2 separate regions of the Gossypium hirsutum genome follow, and region 1 is linked to region 2. The links are chromatin contacts, called in public Hi-C maps. All regions are on one chromosome and are shown on one strand. Each heading gives the region's core, a stretch centred on a gene start, on an enhancer-like site or on the middle of the called end of the contact. The rest is flanking DNA. Distances are from core to core; before and after follow the strand shown.

Region 1 (5,121 bases), core at 1,223-3,722, 78 kb after region 2:
GCAAATAAGATCCAACGTTTTCTTCAAATAATTTATTTAGAATTTTATAAAAGAAAAAAAATAGTCACGGCACAATTTGTTGAACTAGTCAAACTATATATATATATATATTATTTGTTCAAAATAGTCTAAAGAGTATCCAAAGGGTCGAATAGGTTTCTTCTTCTTTTATTGACATCGAGATCGAATTGTGAACAATGCTTTTAAAATTTGAATTATTAATTAATAATAAAAATATTATATTCCCACCATTCATTTTAGCTCTTAAACATTAATTTTCACCAAACTTATTTTCATTTTACAAAAATGGATTAAAATAAAAGGTTGTGAGGATTTAATTTTATTTCAAAAAAACATAATTCTTAAAATTTTTAAATTTAAAACGATGTGTTATGGAAAAAGCTAACATTTTTTTTAAATTTTATAACAAATCTCAGAAAGGTAGATAGATTATTGTGATAGCTTTGTTTGGTAATGAAAGCAGCATTAAAGGAAGGGATGGGCTATTTGGAAGGACAGCTTTCAAAATTGGATCTCATAATGTCATATTACTACACGATTCAATCATAGTATAAAAACTAGAAGGAGAACACATTTTTTCCTTCAAGGAGGAAAAATCGTGGGTAAAATAGGTATTATATAAAAAAAGCCCAAAAAAATCTTTAAAATATATAAAAATATATTAGAAGGAAAAAGTTAGATGAAGGAAATCAATTCCACATGTCGGGGGCCTAAATGTTGGTCCCTAAAAAAGATTATATGGAACTGACAGCAGGCAACGTTTTTCTTCCGTAGAGTCAACTGTTGGTGGGAGCCATGCCTTGTCATCGGTGTCCAACCAATCCAGTGAGATATTTAGGCAGTGTCTATATTTCCAATAACCTATTGGTTTACTTGAGTTTTAAAGTTTGCTTTTAAATATTTGTGGAATTTTTTTATCAATACTCCTAAGATTTGGTTTACACATCCAATTTTGGATTGTTTTGATAAATCATTGTAGAATCTCATATTTTTATTTTACTTGCTATTAAATTAATTTTATTTTTTTAAAATTAAGACCGTTAAATGATAAAAACTTAATAATACAACTCTCGATTATTAGTACTTTTGAATTAACTATTTATACCTCAAGAACAGATATGGATACTTTACTCTATAAAAATTATTGTGATTATTGACCCCTAAATATCAATATTTAACCACTAAAATACTTAAACCTACCTTAAAATTATTTTAAATTCACAATTTTAAAAATGTTTAAAGAATTTTCTAATAATATTTTCACAAAATAACTTAAAAATAAATTAATAAACATTACCATCAAATTCAAATAATTTAGTAAGAATAAGTGTATCTAATTTGCCCATACCATTTATTATGTATACATTAGGTATCGTATTATATTTATGACACTATTTTTTATATTTACGTTTGAAGCATGTACAAAAATGAAAAAGTAATATTTTTCTATAAATGTATTATATTCTCTCCATTCACTCACTTATTAATTTTAAATTCCACACACTGAATAATAATAATAATAATAATAATAATAATATGCCCTTTAATTATCATAAATTTTTATATTACTAATCAAAAGAATAATTTTATGCAACATGCCCTAAAAAGTAATTTTTTATATACATTATTCAAAACTTTTAAATTAAACCTTCTCCATATTATATAATATTTTTTTCTAGATAAAAACGTCATAAAAATAAAAAAAAGTTAATAATAGAAATAACTTTGAAAGAAAAAATAATAATTTAGATATTGTATTATCTCTAACATAACAAATTTCATCTATGATAAGAATTTCGTTTTTCCTACCCCTAAAAAAATAGGTTTTTTTTTGTTTTCGAAAAAAATAGTTAATATGTAGTATTTTAGTTTTAGAAAAGAAAAAAAATCAAAATTACCCAAAAAATTTTAATTTAATGTGAACGTTATAAATTTTAATTTTGTATAATTTTATATATAAATTTTAAATTTAATTTAATTTAAGTTTAATAATATTATCAGTTTAGCATCAATTTATATTTATATATTATATATACAAATAGTTATATTAATCAAATACAAAAATAAATAAATTTATTTAAAATTGAATAAAAATCAAAATTTTATGTGTATAATTATATTAAATTAAAATTTATATTTTAAATATTATATATTAAAATAAAATTTAAGTGTAATTTTAATATTTATTTTATTTTAGAGAAAAAGTCAATCAAAATCAAATCGAATATAGTGATAATTGAATCTAGCTGTAATTATTCATATTCTTTTAGAAAAAAAAATCTCTTGGATAACATTTTGAAAATTTTTACTGATTAAAAAGTAAAAAATTATTATTATTGAAATTAATTCAAAGAATAAATTATGGGTTTTTTTCGGCATTTGTCTCTCGCAACAAACACAACGTTGTACGTTGTAATAAGATAGATGGCACTATAAATGAATATTTAGGTGAACGCCATTTTCGGTGGTTTCGTGGGTTGAAACAAAAAACAAGCAGAGTAAAGGAGAAAATCCAAAAGCCAAGTTTCGACCATCTTTTTTTTTGCCTTGATTTTCTCTTTTTTTATTAGGCCCCCTGCGCTTCGCTCGGATCTCAAATCTTCTATCCTTCATCTCCTCATTCAGGCTTCGGCTCGATATCGGGATCCCTGAGCTTAAACTTGCTTCTCCGTTTTCTCCCCCATTTGGCTCTCGATCGTCCGAATCCAGATTTCCTCTTCACATTCCCTTGTTTTATCGATGATTATGTGAATTGTGTTGCTGTTCCAAATTTCTGGATTACCCTTTTAATTGTATCCTAAGAAACCACCATGGCATTAGCAGCTCAGTTAAACCGGGGAATCTCCCGCCAGTTCTCTACCGGGTCAATAAAACGGAGTTTCAGCCGCCAGTTCACGCGGCAGACATCGCTGGACCCTCGGAAGAACAATCAAAGATTCAGCTTTGGTCGGCAGTCGTCGCTGGACCCAATTAGGCGGAGTCCCCTCCACGATGATATGGCGGTGCCGGAAAACCTTGACGCGACCATGCAGCTGCTCTTCATGGCGTGTAGAGGGGATGCCAAAGGAGTGGAAGATTTGTTGAATGAAGGCGTTGACGTTAATAGTATTGATTTGGATGGCCGTACTGCTTTGCATATCGCTGCTTGTGAAGGTCATGTTGAGGTTGTTAAGCTGCTTCTTGTTAGGAAGGCTAATATTGATGCCCGTGACCGTTGGGGTAGTACGGTACGTTTCTTCTTCTTCCTTCTTTTTTATTCATTTTGTCTTATTTTTTGTCCGTTTTCTTTTAATCCTTTATTTGTTTGAATTGCGGGGAAAGTTATTATTTATTTGCAGGTTTTAACTATTTCATTGTTATCATTGTGATTAATCATCTTTTTTGGTCGGTTTTGTTCATACAACTTACTGGTTTTGAACATGGAAGTTTAAAGATGTTAGATTAGATTTTGTTTCAATGCTTAAGCTATTTAGCTTTGATTGATTATTGGGATCTTGTGTGGTGTGGTTTAGAGGAGAAAACAGGCAGTAAATAAACAAATTAGGGCTGAACTATGAATAGGAAAGAAGATGAACTCTAGAAAACTTAGGTTATAGAAAACCTCTAATTTTCTATGAATTCAAAGACTTTCATTCTTGCAACTAGGCTTTCTTGTAAACAAAGTTTTATCCCTAATCCTAAGTTTAAATCCTAATGAATAATGATACTAGCCGTCTAAAATACATCCATACTTAAAATATTATAAGATCAAACTGTCATAATAAAATATTGTAATAAAAAGAAAAGCTCCCATCTCATCTCCCCGCTTGAAAAATTCAACTCCGGTGAGAAAAGTTTCGCCACTTCAGCATAATTTTCTAGATCGGCTCTTTGCAGCCTCTTCTCCATGATTAATATCTTTAATGACTCAACATGTGCCTTTTCATCTTGTTCATTCTTTAGTTTCAATTCCATCTCCAAACATTGCTTCCAAACTAACTCCATATTCCACTATATTTGAGTAAATCTTTCTCTTTCAAAAAAAACACCTTGCTGCATGTTTTCATCACAATATTCTCTAGTGGTTTTGAGTTCCACTACCAAATCCTTGACCTTTTTTTCTCGAAACTGTCCAAATGCAACTTCTTGATTCAACCTTGATACAAGATCTGTCATGCTTGTTTTTGCTGTAGCTAGCCTCCATCTTTATTTCTAGACTTCTCTATGTCCTTCACAAACAACATTAAGGGGCTGGTTTTCATTCGATGCAACCACAAAAAGTTCATTAACAACCAGCTTCTGAACATCACCTCCAGAACTGTCCAGGCATAGCGAGGTAGCAGCACAGAAGAAACCATGATCTTCACAAAATCCACTAAGGTCATTGCCCTCAGGAATAGATCTGTTAAACCTGACCTCAAATTCCATTTGCATCAAAAGCAAGAACTACTTTTCCCAAACCACCAATTTTTGCCCCCCTTAAAGTAGGTTGTAGAGAGGAAAATCTTGAAAGTGGTGTGGCACTTGTTGTATCAGCTTCTACGCTCTGTGCAACACTTTTTGCATATACAGATGCCCTTTCAGCCCTTGAAGTTTCTTTCACACTATGTGCTTCTCTTGATGTTGATCTAGCTCCTAAATATGCTCTAGCATAATAGCTTAGTTCCACATAGACATCTACTGTGGGAACAAGCTGTGACTCAATTTTTCCGCCCTCATAATAATGAACAATAACAGCTTTATTAACAACAATAAAACATGTTATGTCCTCTCTTTTCCATCCCCAAAAATTGTAGATCACAACAATCAAGTTCTTTCGATGAGACAGGTCAGTATCTGATGCAAGGCAACAAGGTATATTCAGAAGTGGACACTACTGGAAATTGGTGGTTGAATCCCCAAATCCCGTGGATGACTTCGCATCAGCTAAGCAAGTGAGTGAAGATGCAACAACCTCAACATGATGTTTAGCAATAAACCGAGCATCTGCCAATGAGTCTGTATTTGGCCTTGAATCATGCTTCCCTTTTTAAAATTCAAGTTGCCTTGCTGCCAAATAGTAGACGCTCAGTATTCTAAAATAAAATTTTAAAGTTGGTCTGCTTGTAAAGCATCCTGTCC
Region 2 (4,871 bases), core at 240-2,739:
ATGACTCGTCAGTTGAATCAATTGTAGCGAGAACTAATTTATCTTCATAATCAGATTCATTCTTATTTTTCTTCTTCACCAACACCCTTCATTTTTAGGCATTCCCAAAACTTTATTGGAAACCCTAACTTACAAATTCCGGTGCCATTTTCAAGTCGAAAGAAGAAGAATAAGAAGAGAAGAAATTGGGGATTAAGATTTGGGATTTTTGGTTGGAAAATGAAAATTGGTTTTTGGTTAGAAACAATTGAAACTACAGAAGAGAAAAGTAAAAAGAAAAATTATATTATGACATCATAATGACATCATTTATGCCATGTGTCCTACACTTAGCAGTATTAAAATCAGGAATCGATTTAGTTGACGAAAAAATGTTCAGGTACCAATCTGAAACAAACAAAACTATAAATACCAATCTTAGAGAAATAGACAAATTCAAGTACCAATTTTATATTTAACCTTAATAAATATACAAGATTTAGAATTAATGGATGGAGACCAGCTGGAACTTAGATGCGTACCAAGACACTGTGATTTTGATCTACTTGATTAAATACCGGAAAATATGAACCACAAATTTGGATCTAAAGTAAGCGCGAAGGCTTCACCAGGGACTGCTCAAGTCTCCCTTCGCCCCCTTCACACCGTTGTTCTTCTAACACTTGTTTACACTATTTCATGGTATGAATATTCTAATCTTTCTTTTTCATCTATCATAATTTCATTCCATTTTTTTAATTAGAAAAATCACTATTTTCACCATTCAGTAGAAGTAGAAGTTTGTACATGTTCTTACCTCATTTTCATTCATATCAAAACCTGCCTTTTCATCCCTTTCATTCGATGATGTGACTGACAAAGGAGTTTGTTATCTAATTTATAGATGGAGATTACTATAAAGGAGTCTACCATTGTTCGTCCAGCTGAAGGCACTTCTAAAAGAAGTCTATGGAACTCAAATTTAGATATAGTGATGGCAAAATACCACCTCCCTACTATATACTATTATAAGCCAAATGGTTCTTCTGATTTCTTTGATACTGGAAGACATAAAGAGGCTTTGAGCAAGATTCTTGTCCCATTTTACCCTATTGCTGGAAGGTTGGGGTATGATGAAAATGGAAGACTTGAGATAATATGCAACGCTGAAGGAGTTTTATTCGTTGAAGCTGAAACTTCAGTTATGGAACATTTGATTGGTGATTTTACTGATTACTCTCAAGTTTTTCGTTTAGTCCCTAAAGTCGACTATTCTGGAGGAATATCTTCTTATCCACTTCTTGTATTGCAGGTAATATGCAAGCATTTCATCGGAAACAGGATATAAAATATAAAAAGTTATATAATAATAGTTGATTTATTTTGTGTATATTTTACCAGGTAACTAAGTTCAAATGCGGTGGAGTTTGTCTTGGAGTAGGGTTCAACATACTTTAGGAGATGGCACCGTGGCTCTTCATTAATTCATCAATAGTTGGGCTGACACCTCACGGGGCTTGTCTCCTGCCATTACACCATTCATCGATCGAAGTCTTTTTCGTGCTCGGGACCCACCAACGCCTAAGTTCCACCGTGTTGAAGATGACTTTCTCCGGTATTGAAGTCTGCATCAAGATCTCAATCAAATGATCATAAGCCATCCATTGTCTCCACCTTTAAGCTCACAGCTGATCAATTGAACACCCTGAAAGCCAAAGCAAATGTTGCAAATGCAAACGGTGGTATAAAATATAGCAGCTTCAACATCTTGGCTGCACATATATGGCGGTGTAAGTAAAGCAAGTCTCTCCGCCGACCAAGATACCAAGCTGCGTATTCCAGTTGATGGTCGATATAAATTGGATCCTCCTCTCCCACCAGGCTACTTCGGCAATGTAATCTTTAGTTCTGCATTAATTGCTCAAGCTGGTGATCTTGAAACTGAATCGTTTACTGACACCATAAAGAGGATCCATGAACTATTAAATCAGATAAATGATGAATATTTAAGATCAGCTCTTGATTACATTGAAAAAATGTCTGATTCAAACACTTTGGTTACAGGACCGCATACTAACCTTGCTGTTGCTCCATGGATTTGGTTGCCTATATATGAGGCAGATTTCGGATGGGGTCGTACCATATATATGGGGCCAGGGAATGACGTCCATGAAGGCAAAATTTACATACTACCAAGTCCAGTCAATGATGGGAGTTTGTCACTGGTAACTCGTTTAGAGATCCCCCAAATGAAAGCCTTTGAAAAACTTCTTTATGAATTTTAATAGTTGTTACCGGTGTCTCGCACAATATATATATATATATATTTTTCTTTTGTGGTTGACGGATTGTAGTGGAAGTTATTTTGGTGTTGATCTCATGTATGGATCATTTCATGATTGCTTTAGGAAGTTTGGTGATTTCCTTTTTCTTTGAATGCTGAAAGCTAGATTAAGTTGTTTTTCTTAATGGAAATGATTTTTTTGGGTAAAGCTAGATTAAGCTAGATCTCGCGCGTAAAGCTTGGATGTAATAAATGATTATTTGCATTTAAATTTTTTGTGATGGATTGTAACAAGCCTGAATAATTTGTTGCCCATATTTATGTCTAAATTTAGATGATTTTGGACAATATTTAGTCTAGATTCATTTTGGACGGGAGTCTTTTTTACAATTTTATTTTATTTTTTAAAATATTAAGTTCTTATATTGTTATTTTTGAAATTATAAAAAATAAAATCTACAAAATCTATTTTTTAGAATATATAAATTTATAAAAAAAATTATTTCACTACAAGATAAATCCAAATAAATGTTTATCTCGATTCCGATAAACTTGGATAACAATTTGTCCAAATTCTTTTTGAAAGCGTCTTTTTTAGTAATTTTATATATTTTTAATTTTATAAAAAAAGGAATTGTAACAATATTGAAATATGTAAAATCAAATACTAACATACCAATACTTTATAAAGCCTTAATAAATTAAAAAATCCATGACATAATAATTTATAAATAGTAAATAGTAAAAAAATTAAAATTACAACAAAAAAAAAACATGTCTAGAATGAAACTAGACAAAATGACATTTAGAATCATTTGAATCTAGACTTCTATTTGTCCATGTTATTTTGGATATAAAATAATTTTTATAATTTAAAACGATGGATGTCCAAATTTCAAAAAATCTAGATGAAATATCCCAAAACCAGGCCCAGAAGTTCTAATCGAAATCCGGAGGTCACATTGTCCACCGAAGTGGCTTTAAACAAATTACTATTCATAATTTTAAATTTCTTTTTGAAAATCATTTTCATCTTATGTTTAACAAAATTTGATTGAAGTTAACTTTCCGTGTCGCAATCAATAATTTAATTGTAGTTAAGATTAAAATAAACCAAATTGATAATTATTATTTGGGTTGCAAATAATTCAAGTTTTTCTAATCGTTAACTGAAATGTCAAAATCAATGTAACAGCGAAAAATTCATCATTTATTTTTTAACAGAAACCATAAAAAAAAAACCAAAGTTTCACAAAAATCACAAAATCAAAATTCATACCATAGTCCATAAAATTTACTTACAGTCTAAATAAAATCAGATTATTAAAACTTATAAAAGACTTTATTAATTTAAACCAAAATGTGTCATTTTCGAGACCTCCAGTTTGCTGAGTCCAACACCTAAGCTTACGGATTACCTGAAAGGGAAAACTAAGGGAATGAGCTACGAAAGCTCAGTGTGAGTCTAAAACAACCGGAAAATAACGGTAACAGAATAATACCTCAATTGCAAAGTTAACTAACCAAACAAACTTACATTAGCAAAATCCGAATTATAAATAGAGATCGCATCAGAATAACGCATAATATTACTAATACACATAACAGATATACATAACAAAATCAAATGAGGAATGATGCAAAATTCCCACAAAGCCAACCGCTGCACACCATCTCCACAAACCCCACATACACACCGATAAGGGTATTAAGGACCCTTTCCAACCTGTACACACCATTTGGGTTATGGTGGATCCATCCAACTAAACACACGTCAATGTGGTCGTATGCCACTTTTATTATTACGGATAGACTGCTAAAATATAGTAATGCAGTGAAACTACCAATACGAACTTCCTTCTCTTCGAAAACAAATCTCAATCCCAAATGCGTTTGCAAACCATATCAAAATGCACACAGATTACAGAATCGACATACTTGTATTTCGTTTTCATATTAAATAACAATATTTGCAAATTAGTTTAGTTTAACAGAAACAGAATCAAACTTACTCGTATACAGTTTTCAAATTACAGAACAATAATAAACAATTTCCATACATCGCATCCAAATATTTTTGCATATCAGGTTTAGCATACCGCATTACAATCAACTTGAACGAAAATCATGAAAAGATAGCTTAGTGGTTGATGAAGTAAATAATAATGATTTTGAAAATATTTTAAGGATATTAAAGTTTGATTCAAAGTAACATAATTACATAAGCATATATTTCCTTTCAAAAATAAGAAATTAACTGCTTCTTTACCACCAAAATTAATTAACTAAATTAAAATTATGAAAATTCAAAAGGCACAAAGAACCCCTAAAGCAACACACCGTTTACAATCTAAGCAAATTAAATAATTGGATAAAACAACGATTTCTACGAGGTTAAGGGTTCCTAATTTAATACTTTTACTATTCCATTGAATTTCTTGATATTTTGCTCTCATTTCTAGTTTTGTAATAATACCTCCTAGAAAAGTTAGACAAACTTTGGAAACGAAGCCATCGATGGTTCAAAATCCTTCTAGTTTTTCGAATCCGAATGTTGAAAAATATTTTAAAGAACTTCAAGGAAAAACATTCATTCAAGAGAGGAGAT

The links. Hi-C and Micro-C count contacts between places; a contact is called where the count stands out from the background.
Region 1: a Hi-C map of leaf shows a contact between it and region 2, with 1.9 times the contacts expected there. The contact joins the promoter of LOC107914577 here to the enhancer-like site in region 2. A contact is called at or near these places in 3 of 34 Hi-C or Micro-C datasets (all in leaf).

What each region holds. Positions count from the first base shown.
Region 1 is chrD10:20,642,169-20,647,289 of Gossypium_hirsutum_v2.1, forward strand. It overlaps LOC107914577 (integrin-linked protein kinase 1), which reads left to right and starts at 2,473. Exons shown (of 12, transcript XM_016843517.2): 1 at 2,473-3,248. The coding sequence starts at 2,832. It overlaps LOC107914578 (a long non-coding RNA gene), which reads right to left. Exons shown (of 2, transcript XR_001688925.2): 2 at 3,580-5,049.
Region 2 is chrD10:20,565,127-20,569,997 of Gossypium_hirsutum_v2.1, forward strand. It overlaps the pseudogene LOC107914557. Among protein-coding and RNA genes, the nearest start is that of LOC107915865, 8.4 kb to the right of the region's middle. Within about 2 kb of position 1,490, at least 3 of the 9 cell types and tissues checked have an H3K27ac peak or open chromatin away from gene starts, as enhancers often do. A contact at or near this core is called in leaf, where this site is marked.